Regions from separate parts of the Oryctolagus cuniculus genome. Here region 1 is linked to region 2. The links are chromatin contacts, called in public Micro-C maps. All regions are on one chromosome and are shown on one strand. Each heading gives the region's core, a stretch centred on a gene start, on an enhancer-like site or on the middle of the called end of the contact. The rest is flanking DNA. Distances are from core to core; before and after follow the strand shown. Region 1 holds the start of DBP (D-box binding PAR bZIP transcription factor). Region 2 holds the start of PTOV1 (PTOV1 extended AT-hook containing adaptor protein).

The links. Hi-C and Micro-C count contacts between places; a contact is called where the count stands out from the background.
Region 1: a Micro-C map of ear pinna shows a contact between it and region 2, with 7 times the contacts expected there. The contact joins the promoter of DBP here to the promoter of PTOV1 in region 2. A contact is called at or near these places in 3 of 6 Hi-C or Micro-C datasets (ear pinna, psoas muscle and an unstated tissue).

Annotation. Positions count from the first base shown.
Region 1 is chr18:8,491,945-8,494,644 of mOryCun1.1, reverse strand. DBP (D-box binding PAR bZIP transcription factor) reads right to left here and starts at 1,314. Exons shown (of 4, transcript XM_051831357.2): 1 at 556-1,314. The coding sequence starts at 694. CA11 (carbonic anhydrase 11) reads right to left here. Exons shown (of 8, transcript XM_070063136.1): 6 at 2,593-2,700; 7 at 2,282-2,447; 8 at 1,644-1,766. The coding sequence ends at 1,741.
Region 2 is chr18:7,710,413-7,713,112 of mOryCun1.1, reverse strand. It overlaps PTOV1 (PTOV1 extended AT-hook containing adaptor protein), which reads left to right and starts at 1,367. Exons shown (of 13, transcript XM_051841669.2): 1 at 1,367-1,514. The coding sequence starts at 1,401.

The DNA.
Region 1 (2,700 bases), core at 65-2,564, 780 kb before region 2:
AGACGCCGGGGGACACCGAGGCGGGGGCGGGGCAGGGACGCGGACCACAGCCGCCCAGGGCAGCCAGGGGCGGAGGCTCAGGGCGAGTGGGGGTCGGCGCCGGGACAGGTGCGCCGGGAGACTGACAGCCGCGCGGCTCCCCCGCCCTCCAGAGGGGGCTTTACTCGTGGGGCACACTCCTCATCCCCAGACTCCATGTGAGCCCGCGAGGCTCCGCCCACGCCCGTGTCACCTCCGTGTGAGCATCCGACACACCCCCTCCCTTCTCCCTGGACCCGGGGGTCCGGGCTCCCGAGCCAAAGGGGCCCCAGGGGCCTGGGGCGCTGGACTCCTGAGTCTTGGGGCGGGCGGAAGAGGGAGGTCCTCACGTACGGGCTTCAGAGCCGGCATTTGGGGCGGGGGGTCCTGGGCTCTAAGGGGCTCTAGGGATCTAAAAGCTCAAGAATGAACAGACACAGGTGCGGAGAGACGCAGTCCCTGCACTCGGGGCGGCACCTGCGGCCCCAGGGAGTGGGCTGTCCGGATCGGAGGAGGCGGGGGTGGGGGCTCACTCACAGCTGGCCGGCTCTTTGGGCTTGCTGGTCCCCTGCAGAAGGCTGCGGAGCCCGAGCAGCGATCCCCCGCCAGGGGCGGCCCCGGGCGGGCCTCCCAGCAGCAGCGGGGCCGGGGTCCTGTCGCTCAGAGGCCGCGCCATCGCCCGGCACCTGCCCCCAGGCTCATGGGCTCCCGGGGCGGAGGCGGGCGCGGGCGGGCCTGCCAGTCACCAGCACGGTCCTTGCCGCGGCTCGGGCGAGTGTCCGGCCCGGGGGCGGGCGAGGGCAGCTTGCAAGCCTCCAGTATCCAGCACGGGGCCTGGCGGTGCTCGGGGCAGGAGCGCCCGGCAGCCCGGGCGACGCGACGGCTCCTCGGGTGCCCGCGGCGCTGCCTCTGCAGGGTGGGCGAGCCCGGCTCCCGCGAAGTCCGCCGCTCTCGCAATGCAAGGCGCTCTGCGCCCCGCACCCGGAGGTGTGCGCCGCGCGGCGGGGGAGGGGGCCGCCTCGAGGCGGGGCCACAGCAAACTTCTTTCGCGGAAAAAAAAAAAAAAACCAAAACACCGACGCCACAGCGCGCGCCCCTCCTCTCGGCCCCCGCCGGCCGCCCTGGCCATCCTCCCCGGCCGCGTGCCTCCCTCCGGCCGCCGGCACGGGCCAATCGCGTCCCGACCCCTGGAGACCCGCAGCCAATGGGAGCCCTCGGATCTGCCGCGGCCCGGGAGGGCGCGTGAGGGGCTGAGCGCGTGCCGCGGCCTCGCCGCTCGGAGGGAGGCGGGACACTGACCTACATTTGCCCAATGGGAGGCGGCTCAGGGGGCGGGACCGTGACCCAGTTCTGGCCAATGAGGCGGGAGGGAGGGGGAAGCACATGGCCCGGCGCGTGCTGCCGACGGCGGGGGTGGGGCGGGGAGGTGCCTCTTAAAGGAGCCGCGTGCCCAGATGGGTCTTTTTCTTTGGGGGAGGCGGGGGAGGCCTGCGTGCCCAGATGGGTCGCTTTTGGGGGGACGGAAGCTCCGGAAGAGAGCGACTGGCTTCTGGGAGGCGGCAGCTCTTATCTGCTACCCAAGTTTTCCGCCCACCGCGCCTAGACTCAGACCACCGAGAAGCAGGAAGTGTTCTGTCTCTTTAATAGCTTTGTTTTGGGGGTGACCTCCCTCCCCTCGTGGGGAGGCTCGGGACGGGCAGGCGCAATCCTGGACGCGGAGCTTCAGCGACCTAGCGGAGCGCCATCCACTGTGGAGACAGACGGCGGAAGTTCAGGGGCGCGGGGCAGAGGGCGTGGGCGTGGCCGCGCCGGGCTCTACCACACGGAGACTCCGGCGGGGGGAGCCGGAAAGTGCCAAGCCGAGCAGCTACGGGGAGTGGCCAGGGCTGCACCCGGCGGGGGTGGGGCGCGAGGGCGGGGCTGGGCCGTACCATGTGGAAAAGCCGGGGGGGCCCGCCAGCTCGCTGGGCTGAACCACCGAGAGGCGGCGGGGAGGGGGAGGGATTGTACCATGTCGGCTGCCAGCAAGGGGGCGCTGTGGGACGTACCACATGGAAACCGGGAGGGGATCCGGACTGTCCCGTTTTGGAAAAGGCAGAAGCGGGACCCCCGCGGGGAAGCCAGGACGCTGCCTTGCCAAGCAGCAAAGAGGAAAGGGGGCACCGTGGCCCGTGGCGGGTTGTACCACGTGGACATGCAGCGGGGAAAAGGCTGAGCGCTCAGGGTCAGCGCGAGACGTGGAGGGGTGCGGACTGGGCCCTACCATGCAAGCGGTAGTTGGGGCCTCGGCAGCGCCTCTCGGGGTGCCGTGGGTCCCTGTTGCCCCTCAGGGCCCTGTGGGCCAGGGGCTGCAGGGGCCGGCCGTTGCCGCTGAGGCTCTGGAAGATCTGGGACGGCGGGTTCTGGCTCAGGAGTCTCAGGGAGTGCATCTGCGGGAAAGCGGGGCGCAGGACGGGGGTGAATGCGAGCGGGTGGGCGGGGCCTGGCCAAGCCCCACCCCCAGGGCGCGCGGGACCCTCGGAGCTCCCGGCGGCTGGGGAGGGGGCGGGCGGCCAGCGGACACCCCTGCCTCACCTGCAGGGAGGTGATGTTGAGGGCCCGGTCAATGAGGATCCAGGTGACCGTCTCGGAGCAGGGCGGGGTGCTGAGGGAGCCCTGGTAGGTGATGAAGCCGAAGGACTC
Region 2 (2,700 bases), core at 118-2,617:
AGGCCTGAGCCCCGGGGCCGAGGCGGAGCCCGGGACCGCCCGGGCCGCGCCAGCCTTCCGGCTTCAAGTCAAAGGAGCAAGAGAATGATGAAAGAGGAAACAATTTTAATGAGTAAATCTTTCTATTTTTCAATCTGTATTTTTTCAATCTTGAACTGCACACCTAGGCTGCAGTGCCCTGCGTGTTTGTATTCTGTCCCATGCATTGGCCACCGTTCAGTAAAGATACCATTTGATTACGTCTCTGGCCCTGGACTCTGCTTCTCCCTGGCTGAGCTCGCCCACGAGTGACCCGCCCGGCCGCCCGGGGCTGTGCCTGGACCGGGGCGTGGAGGAGGGCCGGGGCGGGGGAGGCGGGCCGGGCCTCAGGACCAGGCAGGCGACGGGATGCGCAGGTGCCTCCCCCTTCCCAGGAGTTTCATTCCCCGTAAAGCAGCCAGAGGTCCTTAAAAATATCCACAAAGTTACGAGCGAGTCTGCCTCCAGCCGGCTCTGGAGCCGGGAGCCGCGCAGCCGGCGTGACCGGGCTGGCCTGACCGCCCCGCTGCCTCCACGCTGCTGACCGGGAGCCACAGCCCGTGATCGGTCTCCCGCCGAAAACGGGCCTCTGTCTGCTCGTTAAGGGTGCACTGAGTGGAAAGGGTCGGAGGGCCGGGCCGCCGCCGAGGGTTTTATTCGGGTCTCGCGTGGACGGCTCGGGCGGGCGCGGGGGCCCGAGTGGAGCAGGGATGCGAACCCGCGCCCTACGCGTGCGGGGCCTCTGGGCTCTTTTTCAAGAAAAGCTGACAAGTATTTGAGTACCGTGCCAAGCACGGGTTTATTATTTGACGTCACAACCGCTGTAAGTATAGATATTTAGACGAAACAGATTCAAGCAAGAATTCAGCGACAGCTGAGCGGCTCACAGCGGGTGGGCGGAGCCTGGACGCGGGAGCCAATGGGCGCACGGCTATGACTAGCGGGGGCGGGCTTCATGGGCCGCGGGCCCCGCCCCGTCCCGCGAGGGCCTCTGGGAGTTGTAGTCCCTTCCCCATCAACCACGTCACCGCTACCAAGAAAACCTTAAGCGCTCCAATGTGCGCTGTGCGATCCGTACCCCAGTCCTCTCTGGTAGGGTCCCTCGTCCCCCCGACTCATTATACGTCCTCCCCTATTTCCTGAAGTGTTTTGGTATGGTCTCCTGACTGCGCGGGAGTCCTGACTCCCAGCCCAGAACCGAAGTGGCACCGTCTTCAAGTCCACCCTCTCCAACTCTTTGGTACCGTCTGCGGCCTCCGCCACGCCCCCTAAAACTTCCCTCGCGCGCCCTCCCGGCCCCGCCCCGCCGGCCGGAGCGGCCCGACGTGTCCCCCTGCGGCCGGTCCCTCGCTCCCCCTTTTCCCGGGTTCCCCCCGCCCCGCATGGTACGCTCCGGCCACGCCCCTCGCGGACGCGGTTGGTACGCGCCGGGCTCCCCCGCGCGCCGCAGTGGTTTGGCCGCGGCGACCCCTCAGGCAGCGCGTCCCCCGCGCTTGGTACGGCTCAGCCCGTCGCCCCTCGGTCGGTGGCCCGCGGCAGCCCCCAGCCCGCTCCTGCTGCCATGGTCCGTCCGCGCCGCGCTCCGCACCGCTCCGGCGCTGGGGGTCCCCTCGGGGGTCGCGGCCGCCCCCCGCGGCCGCTCGCGGTGCGCGCCGTGCGCTCGCGCTCCTGGCCCGCCAGCCCCCGGGGGCCGCAGCCGCCGCGGATCCGGGCCCGCTCGGCCCCTCCCATGGTGAGCCCCGCGCCTTGCTTCCAGAGCCTTCCACGGCCCCGCCCCCGGGGGCCTCCCCAGGCTCCCACGCCACTGTGCGCAGCCCCCTCCTCTCCGGGGGCGCCGCCGAGGCGCGGGGGGTGGCCCCGCGCGGGGCCGAGGTCCCCCGTGGCCCCGGGTGGTCCGCGTCCGGCTCTCCCCTTTGTTAGGCGGGTAGGCCGGGGTGGGGGGGCCCGGGGGCGGGGCGGGCTCAGATTACTGCTGACTGCGCGGCCCGCTGGACGCGGGTGGGGGGCGGGCGCCGCGCGCGCTTGTTTTTCCGATTGCAAAGTTGCTTCCTTGCTGGGCAGGGGCAGGGCATTGGACGTGGGGGCCAGGGGCTGCGTTCCGCACGCGCGCGCCCGTGCGGTCCCGGGTGGCGTCCTCCCCCAGGTCCTGCCAGTGGCCGACCCTGGAGTTGACTCCCACGCACGCCCGGGACCTTGGGCGTCGGCGCGCGCCGTGCGGCTCCTGCAGGCGGCATGCACTTTTCAGAACCCCCGGCGAGGCTTTCTCGAGGGCGGTGCGAGCGCGCGTGCCCGTGTTGCTCGCGGCTCGTTCGCGGACGGGACACGCGTGGACGCCCGGGCCCCGAGACGTGTGCTCCCGGGGCTTTGAGCTCCCCTCCAGGTGCTCCGCGGGCCCCCCTGCGTGGCGCACGGGGCGGCGGCACCTGTCCGGGTGGAGATTTACTTTGGGGGGGGGTAGCAGGTGAGCCCTCATCTGGGTGTGCTCTTGCTGCCAGGGCGGGTATGCCTGGGTGCCAGGCAGGCGTCCCTGACGGTTCCCTGCGGGACCCCAGATCCAGCCAGCTCCCAGGTGCCCAGCGGCCAGCCTGCCTTCCAGGTGACCCTAAACCCTGCTGTGTGGCAGTGCGTGCGCGCAGGGGGGCCCGCTGCTTAGCCCCCCCAGGCACTGCGCGCCCCGAATGT